Regions from separate parts of the Mus musculus genome. Here all the other regions are linked to region 6. The links are chromatin contacts, called in public Hi-C, HiChIP or PLAC-seq and promoter capture Hi-C maps. All regions are on one chromosome and are shown on one strand. The core of a region is the stretch at or near the end of the contact, and the rest is flanking DNA. Distances in the headings are between cores, read along the strand shown. Region 1 holds the start of Sgcd (sarcoglycan, delta (dystrophin-associated glycoprotein)). Region 2 holds the start of Maml1 (mastermind like transcriptional coactivator 1). Region 3 holds the start of Hnrnph1 (heterogeneous nuclear ribonucleoprotein H1). Region 4 has its middle 38 kb from the start of Timd4. Region 5 holds the start of Rufy1 (RUN and FYVE domain containing 1). Region 6 holds the start of Rack1 (receptor for activated C kinase 1). Region 7 holds the start of Ltc4s (leukotriene C4 synthase).

The links. Promoter capture Hi-C pulls out the DNA fragments that hold promoters and counts their contacts. Hi-C and Micro-C count contacts between places; a contact is called where the count stands out from the background. HiChIP or PLAC-seq counts read pairs in DNA pulled down with a chosen protein or histone mark.
Region 1: a promoter capture Hi-C map of hippocampal neurons shows a contact between it and region 6, with 4 times the contacts expected there. The contact joins the promoter of Sgcd here to the promoter of Rack1 in region 6. A contact is called at or near these places in 4 of 39 promoter capture datasets (the 3T3-L1 cell line, cranial neural crest, frontonasal cranial neural crest and 1 more).
Region 2: an H3K4me3 HiChIP or PLAC-seq map of stem cell-derived neural progenitor cells shows a contact between it and region 6, with 2.7 times the contacts expected there. The contact joins the promoter of Maml1 here to the promoter of Rack1 in region 6. A contact is called at or near these places in 3 of 39 promoter capture datasets (the 3T3-L1 cell line and embryonic stem cells), 2 of 484 Hi-C or Micro-C datasets (both in embryonic stem cells), 4 of 115 datasets of contacts at active chromatin or transcription factors (embryonic stem cells, extraembryonic endoderm stem cells and stem cell-derived neural progenitor cells) and 2 of 9 other capture datasets (adipose tissue and liver).
Region 3: a promoter capture Hi-C map of neural stem cells shows a contact between it and region 6. The contact joins the promoter of Hnrnph1 here to the promoter of Rack1 in region 6. A contact is called at or near these places in 9 of 39 promoter capture datasets (the C10 cell line, embryonic stem cells, hematopoietic stem and progenitor cells and 4 more), 2 of 484 Hi-C or Micro-C datasets (embryonic stem cells and pre-megakaryocyte-erythroid progenitors), 4 of 115 datasets of contacts at active chromatin or transcription factors (astrocytes, embryonic stem cells, large pre-B cells and 1 more) and 2 of 9 other capture datasets (adipose tissue and embryonic stem cells).
Region 4: a contact with region 6 is called in a promoter capture Hi-C map of hippocampal neurons, with 18 times the contacts expected there. The contact joins the enhancer-like site here to the promoter of Rack1 in region 6. A contact is called at or near these places in 4 of 39 promoter capture datasets (cranial neural crest, embryonic stem cells, hippocampal neurons and 1 more) and 2 of 115 datasets of contacts at active chromatin or transcription factors (astrocytes and embryonic forebrain).
Region 5: a Hi-C map of B cells shows a contact between it and region 6, with 6 read pairs. The contact joins the promoter of Rufy1 here to the promoter of Rack1 in region 6. A contact is called at or near these places in 1 of 39 promoter capture datasets (liver), 1 of 484 Hi-C or Micro-C datasets (B cells) and 1 of 9 other capture datasets (adipose tissue).
Region 7: a contact with region 6 is called in an H3K27ac HiChIP or PLAC-seq map of extraembryonic endoderm stem cells, with 10 times the contacts expected there. The contact joins the promoter of Ltc4s here to the promoter of Rack1 in region 6. A contact is called at or near these places in 7 of 39 promoter capture datasets (the 3T3-L1 cell line, the C10 cell line, embryonic stem cells and 3 more), 2 of 115 datasets of contacts at active chromatin or transcription factors (extraembryonic endoderm stem cells and large pre-B cells) and 2 of 9 other capture datasets (adipose tissue and liver).

Annotation. Positions count from the first base shown.
Region 1 is chr11:47,377,380-47,380,901 of GRCm38.p6, reverse strand. It overlaps Sgcd (sarcoglycan, delta (dystrophin-associated glycoprotein)), which reads left to right and starts at 1,577. Exons shown (of 8, transcript NM_011891.5): 1 at 1,577-1,648.
Region 2 is chr11:50,290,627-50,294,606 of GRCm38.p6, reverse strand. It overlaps Maml1 (mastermind like transcriptional coactivator 1), which reads left to right and starts at 2,271. Exons shown (of 5, transcript NM_175334.3): 1 at 2,271-2,881. The coding sequence starts at 2,546. Canx (calnexin) reads left to right here. Exons shown (of 15, transcript NM_007597.3): 15 at 1-650.
Region 3 is chr11:50,375,846-50,379,372 of GRCm38.p6, reverse strand. Hnrnph1 (heterogeneous nuclear ribonucleoprotein H1) reads right to left here and starts at 1,695. Exons shown (of 13, transcript NM_001347487.2): 1 at 1,571-1,695; 2 at 946-1,082. The coding sequence starts at 1,042.
Region 4 is chr11:46,847,196-46,850,901 of GRCm38.p6, reverse strand. No RefSeq gene overlaps it. Among named protein-coding and RNA genes, the nearest start is that of Timd4, 38 kb to the right of the region's middle. Within about 2 kb of position 2,426, at least 14 of the 459 cell types and tissues checked have an H3K27ac peak or open chromatin away from gene starts, as enhancers often do.
Region 5 is chr11:50,429,842-50,433,545 of GRCm38.p6, reverse strand. It overlaps Rufy1 (RUN and FYVE domain containing 1), which reads left to right and starts at 2,421. Exons shown (of 18, transcript NM_172557.3): 1 at 2,421-2,762. The coding sequence starts at 2,441.
Region 6 is chr11:48,798,827-48,802,556 of GRCm38.p6, reverse strand. It overlaps Rack1 (receptor for activated C kinase 1), which reads right to left and starts at 2,197. Exons shown (of 8, transcript NM_008143.3): 1 at 1,985-2,197; 2 at 723-894; 3 at 137-284. The coding sequence starts at 2,093. It overlaps Gm36109 (predicted gene, 36109), which reads left to right and starts at 3,154. Exons shown (of 2, transcript NR_166852.1): 1 at 3,154-3,176. It overlaps LOC115485831 (a small nucleolar RNA gene), which reads right to left and starts at 1,692; the gene lies at 1,625-1,692. It overlaps Snord96a (small nucleolar RNA, C/D box 96A), which reads right to left and starts at 524; the gene lies at 448-524.
Region 7 is chr11:50,236,977-50,240,719 of GRCm38.p6, reverse strand. Ltc4s (leukotriene C4 synthase) reads left to right here and starts at 2,188. Exons shown (of 5, transcript NM_008521.2): 1 at 2,188-2,342; 2 at 3,280-3,379; 3 at 3,456-3,526; 4 at 3,622-3,703. The coding sequence starts at 2,285.

The DNA of each region.
Region 1 (3,522 bases), core at 328-2,827, 1.4 Mb after region 6:
TCAGCTCTGGCAATAACTGTCTTCGCAACTCCGGATGAATCATCTCATCTCCCTAGGCCTGGGTTTCTCTGTGTAAGATGAAGGTTGGAAACTATTTGTATTGAACAGTCTCTAAGTTCTCTGGCTCTATAATTATTATACCATGACCTCAGATGTATGGGTGTGTCTCACCACATGTGCCTGAATACACACACACACTGGCATGCATGCTTGCAGGAATGCCCACCATGCTTCCCAAGGCAAAAACTTAATTATGCTGAGAAGATTCAACACAATCTGATGCCAAACCCTGAACGCCAGTGAGTTCTAAGATCTACAGCAGCCCACTCAAGAACATATAAATAGTTTTTAAATCTGGTAAGAAAATGGGAAGACAGAAACAAACAAACAAACAAACAAAGAGGGAGGAAAAGAAGGAGGAAAGAAAGAGAAAAATGTTGATGTGTGTGATTTAAATGTTAACACAAAACAAAACAACAAAACTCATACACCAAATGTTTCTCTTTAACCTGTTTTCTGGAACATTAAGTTGAAAACGTTGCTTTGGCTTACCAGATATAGGTAGCTTCCCTTTGGAAGCACATGTGTTTTGAGATTTGTCTCCTTTTTTTATGATAGGAAAGAGAAAATGTCAAAGGTAGACCACAAAACCCAGCAGGAGGTACCCACAACATCTTGAGGGAATGCCACCCAGGAAAGAGAAAATTACAGCTTCACAGATGTAGTATGCATTCTGGTCCCAGGTTCTTTTCTTTTCCTGTCACTTTAACAGAGTTGTCACAGCATGTAAAACGTTACAGCCAGTACCATGTTACCTGCACAGCTTTAGAGCAAAAAGTATCAGAAGTGTCTGAGGAAAATAATTGCATTATTTTTAGTTGCTGCAGAGATAGATGCAGCAGGAATCAGGTGGAGGAGACAACTTGGGAGGACGGAACTGGAAATGCTAAAAATATTGCTTCCCCAGCAACTGAAATTTTAAGCAAAAACTTAGGAAGGGCCAGAGAGGAAGATGGAGTTAGAATTTATATCTCTTCGCTGCAGTCGGTTTGTTATTAAGGTCTGGAAGAGGGAAACACAGGGGGCTTACCCCAGGCAGTGGGGGAATTCCACAATCCACGTGGAACAGGCAAGGTACAAAGAGACAATGTTGAACTGGGGGTCGGGGGAGGGAGGGATGGCATGTCTACTGCATCTAGTACCCAGAGCAAAGTTTGTGTACAGAATGTCTGGGAAATCCAGTTTCTAGAAGCAGCCTTCTTTCTGTGAGTGTGAACCCAGCCGACAGACGCCATGAGCGCTCTTGCAAGGAAAGCTAGGCTGTGTTTGACACACGTGTTTCCCATTGATATCTGGAGACAGCCCAGTAGCTGGGAGTCAGCTTGACAAAACCGGATCGAAGTAGAGGCAGAGTAGGGTTTCAAAGCAGGCAGTGAGAGAGCGGGAATGCTGTTCAGGAAATTCTTCAGGCATGGGCAGGGACTTGGCTGCAGTTGTGCGGCTGGAAAATCTGACTGGGGCAGCTCCTGAGCGCAGGCAGGGCCTGCTCACGGGGGCGGGCTGAGTGGCCGCCTCCATCAGAGCCTCTCAGCTTTCCCCGGGACCACGGGGGACTCTCATCCGCCACTCTGTGAAACAGACAAGAGAGGTAGGGGACCGTGCAGCTCTTGCCTTACCAGCCTAGCTTCCTGAGCCCTGTCTGCTGTTCGTTCACCAACACTGGGGGATTCAGGGGTGGGGAGAGGCCGCGTGTGTACGTGTGAATGAACACATTTCAGCTCATCACCTGGGCAGAGGGACTGGGTGCTTCTAAGCTTTGTCTGCCCGCAAAGGGCCCTTAAGATCTGAGTTTCAACAGCACCCAGGCACTTTTGAAAGTTAGCACTGCACAGCTAACAGCACTGGGGAAGGAAAAGTGTGTGGATTCCTGTGTTGACACCCTCTTCCAGCGCTCTGGAAGTTTCCCTTTCTGCTTCACGGGACACTCGTTTGACTGCAAAGATAATCTCCCATGAAGACATTCCGGTTTTGAATGCTTCAGGGATTTTTAAAGGGGGTGTTCCAAGCAGGAAACCGTTCTCTGCTTTTGGAGGGAATCAGAGTTGGAAGTTTTTATTTTGGAATACACTTTTTTTTTTTTTTTTTTTTGTAGGAACAGATGTGTGTAAGGCTTCCTGGTGTTTAATTTTCGAATGTGTCTTTGACTTTCTTATGTGAGGTTTGAGTAGCAGTAATATATTTGTGTAGAAATATGCTGGATTGTTATTCTGCCTTTTACTTGGTGGAAGAAATAACCTGTAGTTTAGTAAATGTTTCTATATTTTATAACAGATAATAGAGCAATAGCATAAAACAGTCATTTATTTTTGAAAAATCATTGTTAAGAATAGAGGCAAATAGTGTGAATGTTCTATCGATTGCTCCGTTTTATTTTTCCCTAAAACCAGTGCATTAAAAATGTTGACTAGTTTTTAGCAGAAGAGAATCTTGCCTTTCCTCTTCAATTTTTGTTCTTTCTCATATATGTACACTATATTGTAATACATATACACTATATTGTAATACATATAATAAATAGCCTTCCTGGGACTACTACATTGCTCCTTTCTGTGTATGTATTTAGAAGACAAGCCATGCAGTGTTACTATCTTTAAGAGCTTAGCTCAGCTCAGACAAGTTTGGACTAAAGCTCATCCATCCAGTTTTAGGGCTAACTTGGTGATCAGTCCATAGCAAGTCCAGAGGAGACTTGGGCAAGAGCCTGCCTAGGGAAAACAGAGGAAAGTCCTTGAATACTAGGTCATTAGCACAGAGCCACTAGACCTTATGGTTGCTTCTCTTAGAAGACGGGGTGAGTTTAAGTCCGGGTCCAAGAGGCTATTGTTAGTACTGAATGGAGAGGGGTAGATGTTGAGATGTCTCACTTTCTCCAATCCTGGACCTAAGAGGAGTAAAGCAGAAGTCCATGCTGGGGATAGACTTTTCAGACTAGCAGCTGGTACTTTGCTCATAGTTTTGTTTTTGGAGGATGGAATCGGTTCTATGACTGACAGCTGGCTTTCTCAGTCTTGAGCTGTGGCTCACACATGTTTTCCTTATAAACTTCATCCTTGTTTCAGGAGGGGTAGAGTTGGGTAGGGTGGGGCAGGGTGGGGCAGCTTAAAGAATTTCAGGACTCCCTACAGGCGAGGGAGGGCAGTTAGAAGTCAAGCTGGACCATGGCTCTCTTTTCTGGTGCCCGGGCAGATTAGTAACTAAGCTGAACCATAGCCAGGCACCCACTGCCAGTAACAGAGACAGAGTGATCTAGAATGTCATCCCCCTCTAAATTTAGTACGTGTCAAGCTTTCTGCAGAAAGAGGCGTGACATAGCAACTCTGGGTTGCAGGATTGTGCTCGTGCGGAGCAGTGCCCAAACTGGGAAGAAACTGTAGTTTCTCTTTTCAAGAGAGAATCTCAAACTCTCTTGTAATTTGAAAGGAGGAGTCCGGGGAAGAAAGAGGCAGAGAAAAAGAAATCTGA
Region 2 (3,980 bases), core at 1,022-3,521, 1.5 Mb before region 6:
TCTTTTGAGGGTGGAATGCATTTTTCTTCCTGTTCAGTGCTTTATCACCATCTGTTGTTTGTGGTCACAGTGACCATAGCTATGTAGCGGACGTTTCCAAATGTATAGAGTGAAATAAACAGTTACTAGCAAGAAATGAATACATGTCTGCAGGTTTCTCCTTGAAGCAAACATGGGGATGATTGCTTTTCTAGAAATCGGTTTATCTGTTTCATCATTCTACATTGACATTGTTTTGTGCCTACTTTATATTCACCCAGGCTGTACAATGACAGGTTTATTTATGTCACTGGTGGTGGTCATTGCCTTTTTGGGTCCCTCTTCCTCCCTCAAGGTTCCATTGAAGCTCCAGCCTCCTTAAATACCTGACTCGTTAGTAAATGATCAGCAGTCTTCAGCTCTTAAAAAAAGCGTAGAGGGCAGGTATTGTAGCTGAGTAGGTAGAACTGCTAAGCGTGTGCAAGGTTCCGTGGGTCTGATTCCTGGCACTGAATTAAGATAGATAAAGGCCCTTATATTCTGATTTTCTATGCTGGACTCCTTGTTGTAAAATGTCCATGCCAGTAGTACTCTTCTATTGTCCACTTTTCAGATTGTCACACTGCTAAATGACATTATATTAAAGCCCGTGTTAAATATCTGTATCATAACACTGAATGTTTTTACTGTTTGAATAATGGTTAATTTAGTCTTTTCTCATAGGAGACCTTAATTTAGTTTTGTATTTAAGTGATGGTTTAGTCATTACCATTGTGTAAAATGGACCTCAGCCCAAAAACTTTTTCATTGCTGGCATTTGAACCAGTGCTCTACCACTGAGCTACACCCTGTCCTCCTAGATACTATTCTTTAGGATATATATATATATCTTTTAACAGCTTTTATTAGAAAAAAAGTTTCTCAGGCTTCATATTTGAGGATATTGGAAGTCATGCCCAGGATATTTTGTGTTTTAGGTTGCGTCCTGAATCCATACACTATAGAGTTTTGAAGATAACCTTGCACTTCTAACTGGGCGTAATGGTGTGATCAGAAGCAGAGGCAGGCCAGCCTCAGACAATATATTTGAGGGCAATCTGGGGTACCTGACACTACAGTTTAATGGTGGGCTGGAGAGTTGGCTCAGCAGCTAAGTACCCCACTGCTCTGCCAGAGGTCCTGAATTCCCAGCAACCACATGGTGGCTCATAATCATCAGTAATGGGATCCGATGCCCTCTTCTAGTGTGTATGTGAAGACAGCTGCAGCGTACTCATGAGGTCCTGGGTTCAGTCCTTCATCACTGCATACAAAAGCTGCTGGTTTCACTTGAGTGCTGATTGTAATGCTTGGCACTGGGAAGAAGCAGTGCTCACTTATCTTTGCCACTCCCGCCACCAAAAACTTAGAATTCCTTTTTCTTATTTTAACTCCATGTGTATAAAAACACTTGGCTGTTAGCTTTTTTTCTTTGTGATTTTAAAAATAAAACTTTAATGAACTCTAGTAAGAGGTTAAAGGGTGACATGTTTGAGTGGCTCGTGAGGTCTTCTATTGCAAAGCCTCCCAGCATCTCCTATGGCAGTTTGGGTGTCAGTAACCATCCAGAACATTTTTTGGTCCTTTCCTGGCTTTTTACCTTCGCTCACTTGCTTGCTAGTGGCATCACTGGAACCCAGTGCTTTGGATTGGATTTTGAGTGACTCAATTTTATATATCAGTCGGTTTTTAAGTGTATGCCCCTGTAGATCTAAATAACTCCAGTCCCCAGTATTGAGGCTCTTTCCCACCCTCACCCCTCCAAGTAATGAGCTATTGCTCACAGTACCAGTCAGTGATAACTATCTCTACTAGGTCGCTCAAGCTCAAAACAATTCTGATCAATTACGTGGCTGTATGTAAAGAATGAGGTCGGAAATGGCTGACCTCGAAATAGTGTGGGTGGACTAAAAAGATAGACAGCTTTGGACATCTGGGTCTTAAGGCTTCCACCTCACTCAGACTTAACCCGCGTTCCTCACGAACCCGGAAGGGACTGCTTTCAGGGGGCGGTGTTCAGAAAACGTGGCTCTTCTTGGATAGGTTCCCGTCAGTCACAGTTCACTCTCCCGCACTGAGCCCGCCTCGGGCTTCCCTCCTCGCCAGAGTGTTCAGTTTAAATACCCGAAAATTCCTGACGTGCTTGTCCCCCACGCCCTCGGGCAGCGGGTTTCCTTTGATTGGCTAGAGCTTCGGTCCATCAGCAGTGACGCAGAGTTCGCCGGCCCAGGCCCCGCCCTCTTCCGAAAGCCCCGAAAACAATTTTAAGATGGCGGCGGCAGCGGCGCGGAAAACAATGGGGCAGGGGTATAGCGGACAGGCCGAAGCCTGAGGCGGGCGGTGTTCCCCGGCCTGGAATCGGGCCGAGCGGGGCCGGAGGAAGACCCGCCGCCGCGCCCGAGCCCGCTCCACAGCCCGGCCGGACATGGCGCGGGCGTGAGGCGGATCCGGGCCGTCAGAAGCGGAGGAACCCGAAGTGGCAGCCGGCGCCGGGAGGCCCGGGCCCGGCCAGTGCCGCCCGCGGCCCATGGTGCTACCCACCTGCCCCATGGCGGAGTTCGCGCTGCCGCGGCACAGCGCGGTCATGGAGCGCCTCCGCCGGCGCATCGAACTGTGCCGGCGCCACCACAGCACCTGTGAGGCCCGCTACGAGGCTGTGTCTCCCGAGCGCCTGGAGCTCGAGCGCCAGCACACCTTTGCCCTGCACCAGCGCTGCATCCAGGCCAAGGCCAAGCGCGCCGGCAAGCACCGGCAGCCGCCGGCCGCCGCCACGGCCCCGGTTGCCGCTCCGGCCCCCGCCTCGGCCCCGGCGGCCGCGCGCCTGGACGCAGCGGACGGCCCGGAGCACGGCCGCCCGGTCGCGGTGAGTAAGGCTGGCGCCTGCCACAGCAATACTCACTCCCGAAAACGCCTCTTCCGGCGCGGATCGGGCCTTGGGGAAACTTTCCCGAGCGCCCCCATTTCTTAGTCTGGGTCCTGGGAGGTGGCTAACATGGCAGGGCGCTTGTCATCTTCCAGAAGTGGCACTGCGGTGTACTTTGGGAAAACGTCCCCTTGAGGACTTGAGTGAAATCGGGGCTGGAAAAGCAGGAGGTTAGTTGCTGGTAGGCTTTTCTCCTAAACTTAATTTCCAATTGATGAGAACTTCGTCTTGGAGCAGACCCGCGTTGGAGTTGCCTAGGATGTAGGGCGTTCTTGCACCGTAGGCCTGGCCTCGCTTAGTCTGCAGATGTTGATTGGATCTTTGCTTCGTGGAGGTTAGTTAGGGCTTTAATATGGAAATAAGTCTCCCTTCAGTTGACAGTATCCCGCGGTTTCGGAATGGAAAATTGAAAAGTCTTTGGAAGCTTCGGTAAACGGAGTTGCTTAAAAGGCATTCGTTTTCCCCCAACCCCCGCAAAAGGGAACTTTGGAATTTGTGAACGCCTGATTCCTGCTATATTATTGACAGTTCCAAAATTAACCTACTAAGCCTGTTAAAAACCTCTGATAATATTAATAGTTGTTGAACGGGGGAAATGACGTTACTTGTTGGTCAGCTGTGCCCTTTGGTTTTTAGTAGCTAATCCCGAGATTTATTGGTTAGAAGTTTTGCCTCCCTGAAACTGATTTATAAACCGGAAACCTGTGTGGAGGGGCGGGGGAGGGGAATGGGTGTTACAAAATTCTTGGTAGTTTAAAAGTAAAATTTTACAACACTTAAGTTGTTTGGTAATTCTAATTTATGTCTTCATTGTCTCTCACTTGGGCCGTTGTTAAAACTCTTCCCTAACTGGTGGTTAGTCTTTCAGTCACTTAATACCCTTCCTCTTGAAATGTTAGAAACCCTTCTGTTGCTGGAGGGAATTAGGTTTAATCTTCGGTTGGCTTTCGGAGCCAGCCGGAGCTAGCCTGTCTTTTCATGTGCCCCACAGGGCTATTGCTTTCCTTCCTTCCCACACTATCCCCGCTGCGAGACCACA
Region 3 (3,527 bases), core at 446-2,945, 1.6 Mb before region 6:
CTAAAAAGACTGACCAAGCAGAACACGATCAAATTATCTCATATACAGGATATATTCCTAGTCCAACAAGGTAACTCAATGCTCAAAAATAGTTCAAATGGAGCAGGGCAGTGGTGACGCACGCGTTTAATCCCAGCACTGGGGAGGCAGAGGCAGGCGGATTTCTGATTTCGAGGCCAGCCTGGTCTACAGAGTTCCAGGACAGCCAGAGCTACACAGAGAAACCCTGTCTCGAAAAAAAAAAAAAAAAAAGTTCAAATGAAGCTACCACCTTGCCTCTAAGTTTCCATTAACCATCTCTTGGTACACTATCTCAGAATAATCTCATCTGGATCTGGTGACTTCACAGCATTTTCTTGTTTGGGTACCATGTCAGCTTCCCTCTATCAGCAACCACATAACAATTTCATTCAAATCCAAACTCCAGCTCAATATTCATCCGAAAAGGGACCAATGTTAACAACTAAAGGCTCCAAGCTGCAGTTCAACTCAAACCCGGACGGCAACGGCCCCCTGCAATTGCTTGCAGTATACTTGGGGCTCGATTTACAGATCGTTTTCTGTTACCACAGCTAAATTCAGATGGTAAGGTCAACACTACAAGTACCTTTTTACAAAACCTTACACGACTTGAGAAGAAATCACATCTTTCCCTACTTAAATTTTTCTTAGACTACTCCAGAATGCACAGATTGATGCATAGAGACAGAAAAAGTTTTAAAAGAAAACAAATTCAGCAGGGCCACCAGCATCCCCAAGGGGGTTGGGGGGGGTGCGGATTTCGCAATTACCATTGCGTAACAGCGGCCAACAGAGCGCGAGCCGCCTGGGGAAACCGCTGGTGGCCGCGACTCGCTAGGGGGCGCCCGGGAGACCCGCCCCGCCCCAACCCGGCCCGGCCCGGCCCAGCCGCGGGCCCCACTGACAACTCCCGCCTCAACTCACCAGAAAAAAAGCGCTGCACTTCATCCGCGGAGCAGGACCAGGGCAAGCCCCGGACCTTCACCACGAAGCCCTCTCCGCCTTCTGCTCCCAGCATCATCGTCCCTTCGGTGGTCCTGGCGTCCACACAGATTGCGGGGCTGCGGGGTGGGGGTGGGGGTCAGGAACGCGTCTGAGAAAACAGGCATTTAAATGGCCCTCCCACTTCACGGCGCACAGCGGGCACCGGGCGCCGCCATGCGAGTCCCGCCCGTCAGGATGCCTGGGCCCCGGAGACTCAAGCATGCAACCCGGCCTCGGCTAGCGACCCGATGCCCAAAGCCGCCCAGTGCGCCCAGGGCCGAGGCGCCAAGCTAATAAGACCCTGGCCCACAGCCACGGTTGAGACGAGGAAATGGCGGCCGCCGCTTCCGCTCCGCCTCCTCAGACATCTCACACAATAGAAAGCGGCGCGGCCTGCAGGCCTAGGCGGCGCTGCCACGCCGGCGAGACACTCGCGGCTCCCAGGGGCAGCCTGCGCCTGCCACGGCCCCTCAGGTTAGAACCTAAGCTCAGCGACAAGCAATCGTCACCCAAAGAGGTGTCCGTGGAGAGCTCGGGCAGCAGTCGAAGACGGAAAGTCACTCACCTCCACAAAAAGCCTCGGCGTGGCTGAGGAGAAATGATAAGCGGGCGCCTGCGCAGGCTAAATAAAGCCCTTCCAGCAAGCTCTGCGCACGCGCACCCTGTTGCCGGCCCCGCCCCACTTGCGTCACAGAGAGATTGGACGCATGCGTATTAAGAAACCCCGAGCTCTCTCCCGCCGTCCTATTATTACACGCATGCGTTTGGGCTCAGCCCTCTTCATAAACTGACCGAGGTGTTTTTGGTTGTTTTTTTTTTTTCTTTCTGCGCCTGCGCCTTTTTGCAATTATTGCGCTTGGCGTCTCAGCGGTTTCTTGTTTTACTTAATGCGCATGCGGCTACCTTCAAACCGTTCTCTAGACCTACCCGCCGGAGTGGGGGAGGGGAATGGCGCTAATCAGCTCCCCGCAGGGACTGGGTAGTAATCCAGAGTTCGTTCAGGTTTGCAGGGGCGGTAGTTCTACCCTTAATCCGCAGCTTTTCATCCGCGCTCCTGTCGGTTTTGAAAGACACCACGAAGAAAAGGAAGCCATGCCCTTTCTCCTCAGAACGCGTAGGAGCTGGAGGGCCGGGTTGTGCCAAACCTCCTCTGGGTACCGCCCCGCCCCCTGCGCCCAAATCCCCGATCTCCGTGGGGCGCCTGGGACCAGTCCCCTTACCTGCCCGCTTTAGGGGGTCAGTCCCGACCCACATGGGCTGCCAGTGCCCGAGCTAGTCCTGTACCCCACTTTGCCTAACGGACTCGCACTCTACGAACCCCTCGCCCTTGCACGAGAGGCGCTCGGTGTGCGGCGCCTCGCGAGGGAAGGCTGAGACTGCCAGGGGCGCGAAGGACGCAGCCCCAGAGCGCTGCGCCCGACCGACCAACGGGCCTCTCCCAAGGTGGAGACACGCCCGGGTCATCCCGTGTGCCCTTACAGAGGTAAATGGGTGACGTTTAAGAGAATTCCTGCAACATAGCAGAATACGGATGATGTCCCGAGTTTCTCCGAATCTGACTGACCTACCCTAGAAATTAACAATAAGAGTTATTGTTTGGGCGGTGCCACGGTAGGTACCACAATTGGTAAGCCTCTGAAAGCCATCACAAGAGGTTACAGGCAAAAATACGCTTTTCTTTCAAGTGCAACATTGAGGAGGCTAAATCCAGTTTGAACAGTTTGTTTTTTAAAAGGGGGGGGTGTCATCAAAGGAAAGGTGCAGAGACTGCGTGCAGAACTCAGACCTTTTAAGTCTGCGCAAGGGTGTTAAGTAGAAGGGCATCACAAGACTTCAAGAGAGCAACAGGAGCTGTGTAACGTGAACCTTCAGGTGTAAGGGAAACTCGGATGAGACAGGCTGGGAGAATAACTGCACATGACCTCACCTGCAAAGGATCTATCTAGAGGAGACAGAAAACACTAGTTTAGATCATCGAAAAGTGAGAACTCCCAAGTCTCCAGGCCAGGAGGTGGGTGAAAGGCAAGAACACAAGCCCAGCCGAGGAGAACTGCAACTTCAAGACTTGCCTGAGCAACAGAGTGCGTTCAAGGCAGCCTGGGAAATTTACTGAAAGCCTGTCTCAAAAAGAAGACAAGAGAAATAGTAGTGGTAGAGAGCTTGCTTAACATGTATATTTCCCCCTACATGGTCTTGGGACATGAGATTGATTACCAAGAAACTAAGATTACTCTTCTTTAGCTAATTCACACCATTTGAGAGCCCTATACTTATTAGATGACCTGCGATCGTTGGTTAGATGTATGGGAAGAGCAATGCATACTAGAAAGGCTTTGAGCAAACCAGTCCTACCACTCAACTATATTTTCACACACACACACCGTTTTTTGTTTGAATCATCTTTTTTCACTTTGCACAGTAATGTGCCTGTAGTCCCATCTACTTGAGATGCTGAGATGGGAGAGTCACTGCAACTTAGCAATCCAGGTCTCTCACCTGAAGGGGGGGAAATGTTTCCCTTC
Region 4 (3,706 bases), core at 1,177-3,676, 2.0 Mb after region 6:
CTCTTGCTACACCCCAGAGTCCTGCGTGGCTCTTTGGCACATAGGAGCCAACTGACAGGCCTTTAGTGGATGAGTGCATGTAGTCAAGTCAAAGCTATCTTCCAGCCTCCTAGTTCCACCCATACTAACCAGCCTGAGTTTTGAGTAGCCTTGTATAGATCCTGGAACATATAAATGAGTCCTTACATTACCAACTTCTTTTTCACGGACTGGGCACATTACCCAGTTCCAGACAATGAGACATAAAGGTCAATCTTCTACTAGCTTTGGTGAGATAGTTCACTTTTGCATAGGGTCACATCTGGGGGAAATTCCCACTAGCCACCCTCTTCCTTGCCTGTGATACATTGTGTGAATGCCTAGCAGAGCTGTGGCAGCCATTCTGCAACCATGAAGTAAGAGCCAAGAAAATCATAGAATCATGGCTCAACCCATTGAAACTAATAAACCAAACTTGGAACAGCCTTATTCCCAAACTTCTAGTTACATGAAATCAAGCCAGTCTTTACTAACTTGCTACTAATTTTGTATCTTCTTCCTTGCAGCTGAATACAACCTCATGAAGACAATAAATATTTTACTCATTGATAGGGGTCTTCCATTCTGTTTATAAAGGGGTAGATCTTATACCTATTAGAATATATATACACATATATATGCATATATACATACATGTATTAGAGCCTGGCTTTTACTTGTGTGTGTATGCATGTGTGCATGAATATTTGTATGTGGGTGGGCACACGTGTACACGTATGTGTGAAGGCCAAAGGTTAACATTGAGTCTCTTTCTCATCATTCTATACCTAGTTTTGGAAGCAGGGTCTCTGCCTGAATCCAGAGATTGCTGATCCATTTTATGTAGCTCTCAGGTTTGACCTCAATATCTGCCCCCTCTTCTGCCTCCAGAGTACTGAAATTATGGAGAGCCTTTCTGTGGTTGTTGGGACTCTGAACTCTGCTCCTCCTGCTTGTGTAGAAAGCACACCATGCACTAGGCCACCTCCCAGCCTAGCTTTTACTCACTTTAATGGGAGTCTTTCATAATAAGTGGTCATTATCTCATTTCTCAGATTTTTTTCTTAGCATTTTATCGATCATTTCTTTGAGCAAAGTCATTTGGGAGCACTAAAAACACAAAATCTTGCAACTTCAGGCCAAGCCTTAACCTGATTAATCAACATTACTGTCTGGGGCAAAGCTATGTTTGTCAGAACAGTGGTTTACAAGCACTGGCACCTTCAAAACTCCTGATGGCCGGGGCTCCCCATGTCAATTAAATATTAACCTCAGAGGAAAAGCCACACAATCGCTTTTAAGTCCCCCAGATGGTTGTGGCAAGTATGAAAATCAATGCCTTGGACCAGAACTCCTAGGACCAACATGCTGAAGATCTTACAAGTGACACTGAAGGTTCTGATCCAATCGGGTTAGAGTAAGGCCTATGATTCTGCCTTCCAAGGAAGTGAGCCCCACATTTTGTTGACAGGAAGGTTCTAGAATTTAGATCTGATGGTAATCTAATCCTACACTGAATTTCAGCAACTGCAGAGTCACAGGAAAAGAGTGATCACTTCTAGCCTACAAACCCAACTCCCTCAATCTGATGAACCCCAATCCTCAACGAGAGGGTTTCCAAATTTTCACCAGACGGACTTCAAACCCTCGTACCTAAGATTCTTAAATCTGTTTACCTGAAAACATCTTTCAGACCCAGCATGGTCAGATAAGACTCAAGGGGTGCTTGTCTCTGACCTCTAGCGTGGACATAGACTAAACAGTCATCAGTCTTTCCCAGGACAAGTCAGAGGATGCTTCCCAATATGCTAGCTTTAGGAATTTAAAACTGGAAGTCCTGGGCAAGCCTACACACATTATCCCCATAGCTAGTAGGATAAGAGAGCAACAGAGCAAGCAGCCTGGCCATGTGTTTGCACACTCCAGTTCCTCTTTCAGGAAGCAGCAGTTTATCAGAAGGTGCTGAGAGAGATGGCATAGTACGTATAGTTAGGAAAAGAACTATTGAGGTGTGTGGCTACACTAATAAGAACATAATGGACTGGTGGATTTAAGTGAGCATGGGATGGGGGAGGGCTGGCAATAACAAGGCAGAACCTATAAACTTGAAAAATGTTCAAGAATCACGTTAATGACATTTCCAGACTCTATTATAGAGGGCACAGTTCAAGTCAACCTCCCAGCATTGGCCTGCTTATTGTCTGGCCCAGAGCAATGCATCACCCCCTTTGCTAGCCTCAGTTTCTTTAGCTGAGAATGAACGTTTGAGGGGAAAGCAGTATAAGGGTCCCTGGCCCCGCTACTACATTCTCAATATGAATAATGTGCACAGGTCCGGAACAGAGCGTTTTCGCTTGCAACCAACCTTCTGTTCCATGAGCAATCGGCTGGGGCTTCCCAGACTCCTTCAATACAGCACTAGCATTCCTTTTATTTGGGAACAGTTCCCCCTGCTGTCCTCTGATGCTCAGAGCAATAAGAACTCTAGGCATTTTTTTTCCCTTTTTAAAGACTATATAGCATGTTTACAAAGCTAAATGAAACTCTATTTACAGATTCTGTCCTGTGGTTTCAAGTGGCTTCCTCCTCCTCCTGCTCTAGTGTCTACCCAGGGAGCCCACTTCTCAACTTTCTGTTTTCTTTAGAGAGACAAAGAGTCTCCCCAGCCAGCCATTGCAAAATTCCTGTTAACCCTTCATTAAGCCTGCTGACAGCAGGCCTCTGAGTTACTTCCACACTTTGCTATTTAAAGGTGTCCCACCTGGCTTCATTAAGGCTCCTGCCAGGTTCTCCTCTGCTGCTTTCTCTGCAAATGCAAATTGGGTTCTGAGTCAATAACTCGGGACAGGGAAGACTGAGCTGCAAACAGGGTGAGACACAGTCAATACATTCAAACTGCCAGCGATTCCAGTAAACTAAAGACCATTTGGGTCCAATGAAGGTCAAGGCCGGAGAAGCAGTGCATGAAGCCATAAACTAAAGTCTCCACTGGGAAGCTCAGGGTAGAGATGAAAGCATTGGACATACCCAGCACTTGAGAAATGGAGGCAGGAAAGTCAGAGTGCCAAAATCATCTTCACTACATAACAAGTTCAAGGCCAACGTGGAACACACGGGAACCTATCTTGAAAAAGCAAAGCAAAACAAAAAGAGAATGGGGTCCTTTAGGCTTGGTTTAAGGCCAGGCTCTGCTGCAGTAAGTTGGACTATGTGACTTTCATTGAATTCTTTCAAGTCTATGCTTCAGTTTTCTTAGCTCTGAATGAGGGGATATAAGGATGCGTCAAAGAATGACACCCTGGACTCAAATAGTATGTAAACACAAAGAGTGCTTTATTCTGTGGAAAACCAGCATGCTGGGTGTTGTGTTTTATAAAAATAAAGACAGGAGTATGTCTGGTGGATGAGAAGTCATGTGTGTGGGAGGTGGTGCCTCTCCAGTCCATGCTGAGGCATCCCTTTCTCCTGAGGGACAAGACCGTATAGTATAGAATAAAGTTTATTCGTGGTATGGGGAGGGCAGTTGTGAAGGTAATAGAGACAGAGAAAGGCAGAGAGAGAATGAGAGAGAGAGAGAGAGAGAGAGAGAGAGAGAGAGAGAGAGAGAGAGAGAGAGAAGTAGAGGCCGGCCATGAGCACATGGAGAGGGGGGAGGGGAATGGGGAAAGAGGGGGAAGGGGCAAGACGA
Region 5 (3,704 bases), core at 1,172-3,671, 1.6 Mb before region 6:
GCCAGCTCAGCTTGGGCCCTGCTGCTCACTAGAATGCCTGCTGGTCTACCTGTGTGCCTGGTGGACCTGGACACACACACACAGAGTTTCCTGCTCCAGCCTATTTCCACTCTTCCCGAGACTCCACCCTGAAGCCTGTCTCTCCCCTGGGCCACAGCAGCATCTTCATCCCAGGGTTGGTCTCAGGTTCTTACCCATGGAGATTCTATTGACATTTCTGTCCGTGCACTCTCAAACCCTTTGCACTCTGCCATAGCCTCTTGAATCTACTCTGTAAACCACATAATAGAGACCTATAGAGAGCTATATTTACTGTGTGCAGTGTGACAGAATTAAAGTGGGAATCAATGAATCTGCATTAGCCCCTGCCACATTTCCGAAACAGGCGGGGTTGTCTGAGACACTGCCACCACAGAAACCACCAAGCATTGTGAAGGTGCACCGAGGCTGAGTCACTTCTCAGATCTTCAAATTCATCTGCATTAAATTTGGTGACGGCCCCATTCTTTGAGATGTGGGTGGATCTTCTATCGGTCAGTGTACTTGAGCCTAGCCCTGTGTAAGGCCTCATCACATGCTTCTCCTCCTGCAGCTTGGTGCAGTGGGCATGATGATCTACACACAACATGAACCTTTCCTCTGTGCCTCAGAGCACACAGACGCTATGCTAAGCTTCTCTATATTGTTCGAGGCTTAGTGTCTGTAATGCCAAAGGGAGCACAAATAATTTCTCATAGCAGCCATCCAACCACTACCAATAATGTGCTACCATCAGGAAACATATTCTAAGTTGTCCATGATTCAAAAAGGACTAAAATCCAAATTTTTAGGTGAAATTATTTGATCTCTAACAATCTACCACAACATTTTATTTTATTCTATTTGTTGAGACAGGATCTTACTACCTAGCCCTGGCTGGACTGAAACTGGTTATGTAAACTAGGCTGGCCTTAAACTCACAAAAATTTACCTGCCTCTGCCTCCAAAGTGCTGGGATTAAAAGTGTGTGCCACCACACCTGGCCTGCAACAACACTGTAATAATTTTAAACACTAAGAGTTCTGTGGTTTGACATGGTCCAAACTGTTAAATTCTTTTTTGCAAATTGTTACATTCTCATGACATTCGCATCTCCATCTTGCCAAATTCCCTTCTATCCCTAGTAAGAAAATAGGCTGAATAACCACATATCTGTAGGGTGACTTATCCAAGCCAGAGTTGGAAAGCAGAGACAATAATCACAAGGTACGTTGTGTGCTGCGTTTCCTTATCACTTAGGAATGAGGTTGGTTCAATTCCTATCAACTTAATTAATAGCAGAATACAGAGCTCATTTCCAGACCACCACTGCTGACCTTGCCTGCTAGGCTGTCATTCAGATTCATTTGATTTGAAAGAAAAAGCCCCACCACCACACACACACCTCTGACTCATCTGTCCTAATTTCTTTGGCAGCCCTTTTACAGCCTGTTCTGAAGAAAGCTGCCGAAAAATATGAAGTCGAAAATATTAGACATGAGTTGGCATGGTAAGGCACACATAAAATCCCCATACTCACTTGACAGAGGCAGGGGGATCACCAGTTCAAGGCCAGTGCTCTATTACTGAGTTCTAGGCCAGCCGGAGCTACAGACTGAAATTCTGACTGGGAACATAGCTCTGCTAGTTCTGCTAGTAGAGTGCCTGCCTAGCATGGTGTGGGGTCAGAAGCACTTGGGAGATGGAGACAGGAGGATCACAAATTCAACGGTCCTGTTGGTTATGTGTGTTGGGGGTTGGGTGAAGCTCAGTGGTAGAGGTCTTGATTAGCATGTATGAGATACGAAGTACAATTCCCAGAACTGCCATGCCGCGCGCGCGCGCACGCGCGCGCGCACACACACACACACACCCCAGAAAAAAGTAGTTAAGCACACCCCTGCCAAGTGGCCTACTGGGGGTGATGGGGACTGCGTTGTTGAGACAGGGTTTCTCTGTGTAACTCTGGCTGTCCTGGAACTCACTCCGTTGACTCTGCTGTCCTCAGCGATATTGCCTGCCTATGCCTCCCTGATGCTGGGATTAAATGCTTGTCCCACCACCACTTGGCTACATGGCCTGTTTTAATGTCTCCCTTGTGTGGGGGAAAGAAACAACAATAACAACAACAAATAAAAATCCAACAGTGAGATTTTGATTCAAAGGGGGAAAAGGCATGTGAAATGAAAGTTTAAAAGAGGAAGTTGTGTCGCAAAACGTTAAAATAAGGCGCATTCCCGGGGTGGGAAGTAGAAAGTCCAAAAGTAACTTCCAAGTGCTCCGGGCTGGGAATCACCTACGGTTAGGAATCGTACTTTCCCGAATGCTATACAAGGAAAGCAAGCCCAGGTGAGAGCGAGCAAGGCCGCAGCGGCTTAAGGTCGTCGGTCCAGGGCAGCGGCGGGTCACGTGACCTAACAACATGGCCGCCCGCGGAGAATGCCGCCGGGCGGGGCAGGATTCGGAGCCGGAGCCGGAGCGGGAGCCGGAGTCCGAGCCGGGGCCGGAGCCTGAGCCCCAAGCAGGCCTAGAGTCCGGGGAAGCGTTCGAGATCGTGGACCGGAGCCAGCTGCCGAGTCCCGGCGAGCTGCGGAGTGCGTCGCGGCCTCGAGTGGCCGACAGCTGGTCGGCGCCCATCCTGACGCTGGCGCGCAGAGCCACCGGGAACCTGTCGGCGAGCTGCGGCAGCGCGCTGCGCGCGGCCGCGGGGCTGGGAGACGGCGGCGGCGGCGGGGAGCGCGCAGGTAGGCCGGGGTCCCGCGGGCCGGGGCTGCTCCCGGGCTGGGGAAACCTGACCGGCCGGACGAGCTGCTCCGCGGAGCTGTGCCGCGCGGCGCGGCACGGGGCTCTGCAATTGGTGTCACCCACCGGGCCAGGGTGACTGCGGCCCGGGACTCCCCTCCCACCTTGTTTGTCTTTGTGAACCTCAGAGCAGCTGCGTCGTGATCACGGATTGACTTTAAATAGGAGGTTTACATTAGAGGCTTAGACGGAAAATCACCAGTGTTCGTATTTTGCATACTTGACAAATGAAGTCCGGTGCTGGTCCCCAGTTAACAATCTCGGCAGCCAGCCGGTTTGCACCTGCGGCTGAGGTTGACAGCGTATTCCAAAGTTGGTGAGAGCAGCGAGTCAGAGTCAGGAGGTTTTAGTTCCCTTTATTCTCCCGCCACTAACCCCCAACCCCACCCCCCGTGGGACGAAGACTTCCCATCACCTGTCCTACTCGCGTTTCCCAGTCTATAAAAACGGGGATTAAAAAAAAAATTAATCAGCTACGTTGAATAATCCAATTCAGCTGTTATGATCTAGATTAGAATTTCAGCATACCAATAAAGAACAAAAGTAAATTATTATTTGTTTTTTATAGCTGGGCTTGGTGATTCGGGTGCATACTTCCTGCACATGTTAATGTACGTGCTCAGAACTGCGCTAATTATAATCCATTGGTGTTTCTGAACATATCTAAAATTAAAATATAAAGGATAGCCAAGGGCGTTGTGGTGCTCGCCTTTAAGACCCGCACTTAGGAGGTAAAGGCTTGTGGAGCTCTGAGAGTTTGAGACCCACCTGGTGTACACAGTGAGCCCCTGCCTCTAAATAAATAAACAGACAAATAAATAAATAACCACGTTTCACTTGGCCTGGTCACTTACTGTGAATGGACCATGCAGACTTCAGGTTGC
Region 6 (3,730 bases), core at 948-3,447:
CCCCAACACCTAGGAGTCAGATCACTCCAGGCCACCAGGACTACCTAGTGAGGAACCCACCTCAGAAACAACCCAAGTCCCCAGGGGGCGGGAGGTAGCCCTGAACATGCTGTCCCTACCACCCTTATCCCTTTACCTGGACCGTGTACTTGCAGACACCCAGAGTATTCCATAACTTTATGGTCTTGTCTCGGGACCCAGAGACAATCTGCCGGTTGTCAGAGGAGAAGGCCACGCTCAACACATCCTTGGTGTGGCCGACAAATCGCCTTGTGGTGGTGCCCCTAAGAAGGAGAACCTGGTCACTTTCTAGACAGGTTTTGTCCATCCAGCTAGAGCCTTTTCCTAGCTTCATCCTTGCCCCGTAGGCTCTATTACCCCACACAGTCCACACGTGGCTTAGAACCTACTACTAGCCTATGTCATGTCTGACATGTATCAGAGAACCCATTCAGAATTGCAGGACATGTCCTCATTCCCTTGTGGGGGATTGGTTGACAATGTCGTCTTGTCATCACTAGGATCCTCTATTACATCTGCCAAATGCCCATCTAAGACAACGTACAAGATGAGACACTTCATAGGTACCCAGTTTAAAACAACACCCCCAAATGTTGCTTTACCCTCTACAAAAGGACCAATTACCAAGGGGAGACTGCACCCCGGCGAATCTACCTCAGTTCTGCCCACTTTCCCCCCAAGATTCCAAAGCAGCTACTTGCGTTGTGAGATCCCAGAGGCGCAGCGTTCCGTCCCAGGAGCCCGAGAGGGCAAACTGACCATCAGAGGAGATAACAACATCACTAACGAAGTGGGAGTGACCTCTCAGAGCACGCTGTGGTATGCCATAGTTGGTCTCATCTCTGGTCAGCTTCCACATGATGATGGTCTTGTCTAAAAGGGTTGGTAAAGGTTGGTATAAGCCTACTTACTGTGCACCATTTACAGTCTTAAAGTCACTGGGGCCAGTAAACGGGACAGAGAAACTTCAAGTTATAAATAAAAGAGGCTTACTACTCTACAATATCAAGAGCTGTAGATCTCAGCTGTAATGTGAGACTATGGGCACCACACTTCCTGGGATTGAGACTTAAGTTCCACATTCAAAATGTATTTTATTTAAAGTGGCTCCCTACATACATATGTGTGCTACCTGTGTCTATGGTGTTCAGAAGTGCGTGTCAGGTCTCCTGGAACTAGTTTCAGATGACTGCAAGCTACCATGCAGGGTCTGGGAAACTAACCCTAACCTTAGTCATCGTCCGGGCCCGAGACTAATTAACAGCAGAAGCACCACTTGGGTGTATGTAGGCTGAGCAGAGACAGCCTTTCCCGCCTGAGAGTTACTGAAATAAATGCAGCCGTTATTGTAGCATCAGACACAATCCTAGCCACGAACCAACTTACACAGAAACGGACAATAATAAGCCTAGTATTAGGTAGGAGAGAAAATGAGCATAATTTTGGGGTGGGTAGGGAGGAAATACACATGAAGATACATCATTAAAGAAAAAAAATCATTAGTTACAAGAAAACCTAGGGCGGGACAATCAAGTCCGGAAATGTGGGGAACAAGGCATCTACAAAGTTTACCCACTGTCTATAGTTTAGGGCCAGGCGACAACAGCTCAGAAACAGCCTCTGGATTTCAGCAAAGCCACTCAGATGGCATGTTGGGGTCATCATTGCTCCGCCCGTCTTGTAGCCCCGTAAAACTACTTAAACACATCTCCAGGAAGCAAGCGAGAGATTTAAAATCGCCAACTTTGGGAGGTGGGGTGTGAGTACAGTTGCGCGACGTGTCTCGGTTTCCGTTCATGTGTAAAGGGTCGTCCCGGTTGGGGCCCAAGTTGGGGTATGCACGCCCCAACTAACAACTGGGTTGGGGAATGAACCGAGCCAACACGCGCGCCACTTGCTTAACCACGAGACTCTCATGCAGTCCCCAGGACACCGGGTGATTTACCCGGCATGCAGCCCGTACCTCGAGACGCAGACAGGATCATGTCCGGGAACTGCGGTGTGGTGGCGATCTGTGTTACCCATCCATTGTGGCCCTTAAGGGTCCCGCGAAGGGTCATCTGCTCGGTCATGGCTGCAGTTGATGCGAGGGTCGCCGCAGCGACAAGGATGGCACCGGATAGCTCAGAGAGCCAAGCACCACAGCGGCTGCCACCACGACCCTGTGGAGAAAAAGAAAGAGCGGCCTCCGCCGGAACCGGAAATACTCGGAGAGCAAGGCGGGGATTCCCATGATTCACTGCTGCTCAAAGATAGCTGCACTGAGAAGTGGGAGGAACTGGGAGAGTAGGTCTCAAGTATCGTCGTTTCTTCTGCCACGCAACCTAGTTTGGCAGCGCTGTACAAATGCATTCTGAAGCCAGATGCGCCAGGGTTTTAGAAAGGCTTCTCGGGAGATTAAAGCATGCCGTGGAAGCAGAAGTGGGGCTGAGGGCACACAAGCAAACTACAGTGGCCTCTCCGCCCTTACGTGGCAGAGACGCGGCTCCGCCCTTTCCGCTTCTGTTCAGTTCCTTGGTTGGAGACCCCGGCTCCAACTTTGACTTACGGAAGTACAATTAAAGTCGCAATTAGAGGCGTGTGCCAGCAAATCTGGCCTGTTTGTTTGTTTTATGGCAAAATTTCATGTAGCGAAGGCTAGTCTTAAACTGGTTGTGTTGCCAAGGATGGTTTTGAACTACCGACCTGCTTCTGTCTCCCAAGTACTGGAATTATAAACCGAGCCGCCGCCCGGCGAGGCTATAAAGGAGGAAGTGCTGGGTTCAGATTTCTGGGGATTCTGTTGGAAGCCCTTTCTGTGCCTCTGATCATTCCCCAGAAAAGCCTGCTGGTCTGTCTTGTGCTGCCCTGAAAGAAGTGTTCCCGGACGGGGAAGCAGAGGAACACGGATAGCCTGGCAACCCGATGACCTCAACACGTGTTCAAATTTTGTAGTGTTTCCAAATGTCACAGATCTGGCCTTAAAAAGTTTTAACTGTATGTTTTAAAGTATTTGTGTGTGAGTGCGCTTGTGATTGCCACAGAGCACTGGCTGAAGTCAGGAATTTTCTCTCCTGCCATGTGTGTTTGGCTACAGCCGATTTGTTCAGCTTCACTTTTTTTTTTTTTTTTTTTTTTTTTTTTTTTTTTTTAAGGAGCACACACAGGTCAGGAAGGTAAGCAACCACTAATGTCTATGTGAACTAAAGGATACATTTAATTATTTATTTTAGTGCTATGGGTTGAACTCCCACATGCTAGGAAGAGTGCCTTACAGAGTTAAATCCACCCAACTCCCAGCCTTGTTTAGTTTTTGTTCGTTTTTTTGTTTGTTTTTTGTTTTTCGAGACAGGGTTTCTCTGTGTAGTCCTGGCTGTCCTGAAACTCACTCTGTAGACCAGGCTGGCCTCGATGATGGAATTCATCACCACATTCAACCTTGTTTCGTTTTGATTCAGGATGTGCATAGCTCAAATTGGCCTTAAATTTATGATCTCCCTTCCTCAGCCTGCCAAGTAACTAAGATTATAGCCCTAAAACACCAAGCCCTAGGTATAAGTATTTGTTTTTCTTTCTTTTTTTTTCTTTTTTTTGGTTTTGTTTTGTTTTGGAGACAGTGTTTCTCTTTGTATCCCTGGCTCTCTGTAGACCATGCTGGCTTGTTTTTTTCTATTCGTAAATTGCATGGAATTTAACTTCTCCTCCTCCTCTTCTTATGTGTTTTGTTTTT
Region 7 (3,743 bases), core at 939-3,438, 1.4 Mb before region 6:
CGGGTCAGAGTTTAACCATGAACTCAGCATCCAGAAGGTTCCTCAGAGCCATTTAAGGATTGAGCCAGCAAAGGTATACCATGCAGAGCTCAGGGAAGAAGATGCTGGTGCCTGCAGGACTGGCTCTTTGGTCAGAGGGTGGGCAGGTCCAGTGGAGCCCTTAGAAGCTAGGCAAACCAAGTACAAGGAGAAGAATCAAAGGATGCAGGGAGGGAGTCAAAGACCAAGCCCCTTGTCCCTGCCCTGAACATCTGCTCAGGGACTTCCTGAGAAGTTGCTGATATCAAGCCTCTGTTTCCTGTGGCCAGGCCAGAGAGAATGAACTTTGATGGGAGGACACATGGGCCTGAGAGGAAATGTAAGGTTGGCAGAGCAGAGCCTGAAGTAACACAAGACATAGACTTGTCTGTAGCCTGCACCGGCGAGCACCCACGCTCACCGCAGAGACACGCAGAGATGTTCATTTGCTGACAGGCACGCAGACAGGCACACTATCCACATGGGCATATAGGAGCATGGCCTGCCTGTATCCTATGTTCTGCCTTTTCTTTTTTTTTTTTTTTTTTTTAAAGACTCATTTATTATTATATGTAAGTACACTGTAGCTGTCCTCAGACACACCAGAAGAGGGAGTCAGATCTCGTTACGGATGGTTGTGAGCCACCATGTGGTTGCTGGGATTTGAACTCTGGACCTTCAGATAGCAGTCGGGTGCTCTTACCCACTGAGCCATCTCACCAGCCCTGTTCTGCCTTTTCAATGCCTTCCCTCCCGGAAGCTGCCCCAACTGCAGCCTCCTGAAGTTTGGAACCCAAGCATTGGCATGGTGCAGGCCCATCTTGCCCTGGAACGCCTGTGTCCTGACCATTCCTTGAGTTCAGAGCACCAGCTACTGCTATTACACGTTGGTGTAATGCAAGGACCAGCGTTGACCCAACTGTGATCTTGAGAAACCTGCAGAGCCCCAGCAGGTAGGCCTCAGATCTTCTGAGGGCAATAATGAACAAAGAGACCGAAGGGGTTCTGGGGAGTCCACAGGGACCAAGGCCTCAGGCAACGAGGACGGAGGCTGGCTGTGGGGAAGCAGAAGCTCCCAAGGGTGACCCTGTCTTATGACACCCATGATATGGCCAAGCTGGCTGCAGGGACAGGAGTGTGGCCTAGGACCTGTTAGTTCCCCAGTACACGCTCCTCTCCTGTCCTGTGCTGGTTCACGCCCTTCACCTATGGCTCCGTCCACTCTTCCAGATGGATCTGGATTTTGCCACTGCTGACCAAATCTACCTCAAACCAGCTTCATCGGAAAAGAGAAGTGGCTATTTCACAAGGAAGAACAGTCCAGGAGCACACACCACACAAGGTGGCCCCCAGGGCTCGACAACAAGAGTTTCTCAGCTTCTGTACTCTTAAGCTTCCTTTCCCAGACTGCTAATGGAAGTTTCCAGAACTGGGTCTCTCTTCTGTCAACATCGGCACACATGACTACACCACAAGTGTGGCAGTGGTGGGGAGTTGTCAGCTTTGTCTGGTGTGGAAAGGACTAGGCTAAGGAAGGGAAGGGTCAGTGCCTGGAGCCAAGTAGGATGCTGGGCAAATACACCAGCCTAGAGACAAGTATTTCCCCATAACCAAGGATAAAAAATATCATTCATGAGCCTTTGGGGCTCTGAGGGGGATGGGCCTCAGGATGCCAAGGAGGAAGAAGAACATGGGTAGGTCCATTGTGGCTGGGGACACCTGGACATTATGAAGCCATAGGGAGTTGGGAAGGGTGTGTCAGCACTAGACATTACAGAGTAGCCCTGGATGGGAATACAGACCCAGTCATCACTGGGGTAGGGGAAGTCAGGGGTGGGAGTCCAGGAGCCCAGAGCCTAGGGTAAACCCTGGATGAAGGGGAAGTCTGAAAGGCCAGTGGGAAACTACCAAGGATGCAGGGTCTAGATGATATGGTAGCTGGAAACACACAAGGCTAGAGGGGGCATGGGTGAGCAGTCAGAGGGAGCCTGGGTGAGCAGCATGAGTTCCGCCACCACAGGACTAAGCACGGAAAGGCCAGGAACAACTGGAAGGAAGTGGTCAAGCTGTCCACAGCACTGGTTTCTACCTTCCCAGCCTGGCCAGGCTCCCTGCCTTTGTGGATACAGTCATATCCCCACCCCTCCCCGCCTCTACTGCAAAGGGGTGGAGAGCGCCGAGGCTCTTCCTCTCCTGGGCCAGCGTCTGAGTAGCACACTGGGCGATAAGAAGAACACCAAAGCTAATTCTGCCTGTGGCTGGCAACATGAAGGACGAAGTGGCTCTTCTGGCTACCGTCACCCTCGTGGGAGTTCTGTTGCAAGGTGGGCTGGCTCCTGTCTGGGAGGTGGGTGGATCTTACATCCTGTAGTCTGCTCTCTTCAGGCTCCTGGGGTAGGGAATTGGGGTGCTGGCAGGCCCAGGCTCAGGAGAAGGACAGGAGGCTTCTAGGCTAGCCTCCTGGTACCAAGGTCCAAGCAATTCAAGAACTGTTGGAGGGCCAAAGTTCCAGCTGAGAAGTCCCCACTTCCCTGGAGCAGGTATAGACACTCTCTAAGGAGTGTCTACAGGGGAGGACCAGGTGAAGGATGGCCACCCTGCTGAGGGGCCACTTGAGGTGCCTGCCTTGTGGTGGGAGCTGGTATCTGTTTGGGAGTGCAATACAGTGACTAGTGGAATAGCTATGGGCTTAGGTTGGGAGAGTCCCAACTCCACGCATCTGGAGCACAGTATCTGCCAGATTTAAGGCTGGGTCCATGATGTCTAAACAGAAACTGAGACAAGAATTTATGCTATTGTGTGGTGGTACTGAGACCCAAGCTAGACTGACTCTGGCTTGTGGCAGAGTCCCTTCTGGCTGATTCTGTAGAGGGGAAACCAGGGTCCCTTAGCCACAGAACGTGTGCTTCCTTGTTCCTTAAAGAATACAGCCAATTTTGCCCTGGTCCATTGCCTACGCAGGGGGTCCAGACCTGCAGAACGGGAGGTAGGCATTTGCCTGTGCTTTGCAAGTCAAATCGTTCAGGAGTAAAGTCTTCTAAGGTTCCTCCCACCGGCAGGTGTTTCAGCCGCGCATCACCCTAGTCAATCAACCCTCAGGCCTACAGGGCCTCTCCATTGAACACCACTGATGGGGCAGGTGGGAGAAGGGCATTAGAAGAGAGTCGCTCAGTGAGAGGCAAGGAGAGGGGAACTAAGGGACGGATCCCGCTCCAGATCTGCGGAGCACCACACCTGACTCCCACACCCCCACGGCCGCAGCCTACTTCTCCCTACAGGTGATCTCTGCACGAAGGGCTTTCCACGTGTCGCCGCCGCTCACCTCTGGCCCTCCCGAGTTCGAGCGCGTCTTCCGAGCCCAGTGAGCGCGGCGGGTCCGGGCGGGTTCGGGTGTCAGCCAAGGTGAACCACGCGCTCACCCAGCCTACCCCTCGCAGGGTAAACTGCAGCGAGTACTTTCCGCTGTTCCTCGCCACACTCTGGGTCGCCGGCATCTTCTTCCACGAAGGTGCGGGGCAGCGTGGGGGCACACTTCGGGGGTGGGGGTGATCCCGGATGGCGGGAGCTCGTGCTCACCGCGTCGCCTTGCATCGACTCTCGCAGGAGCCGCAGCCCTGTGCGGACTGTTCTACCTGTTCGCGCGCCTCCGCTATTTCCAGGGATACGCGCGCTCAGCGCAACTCAGGTAACTCTGGCCGGACTTCCGGGAAAGCACTGCAGGGGAG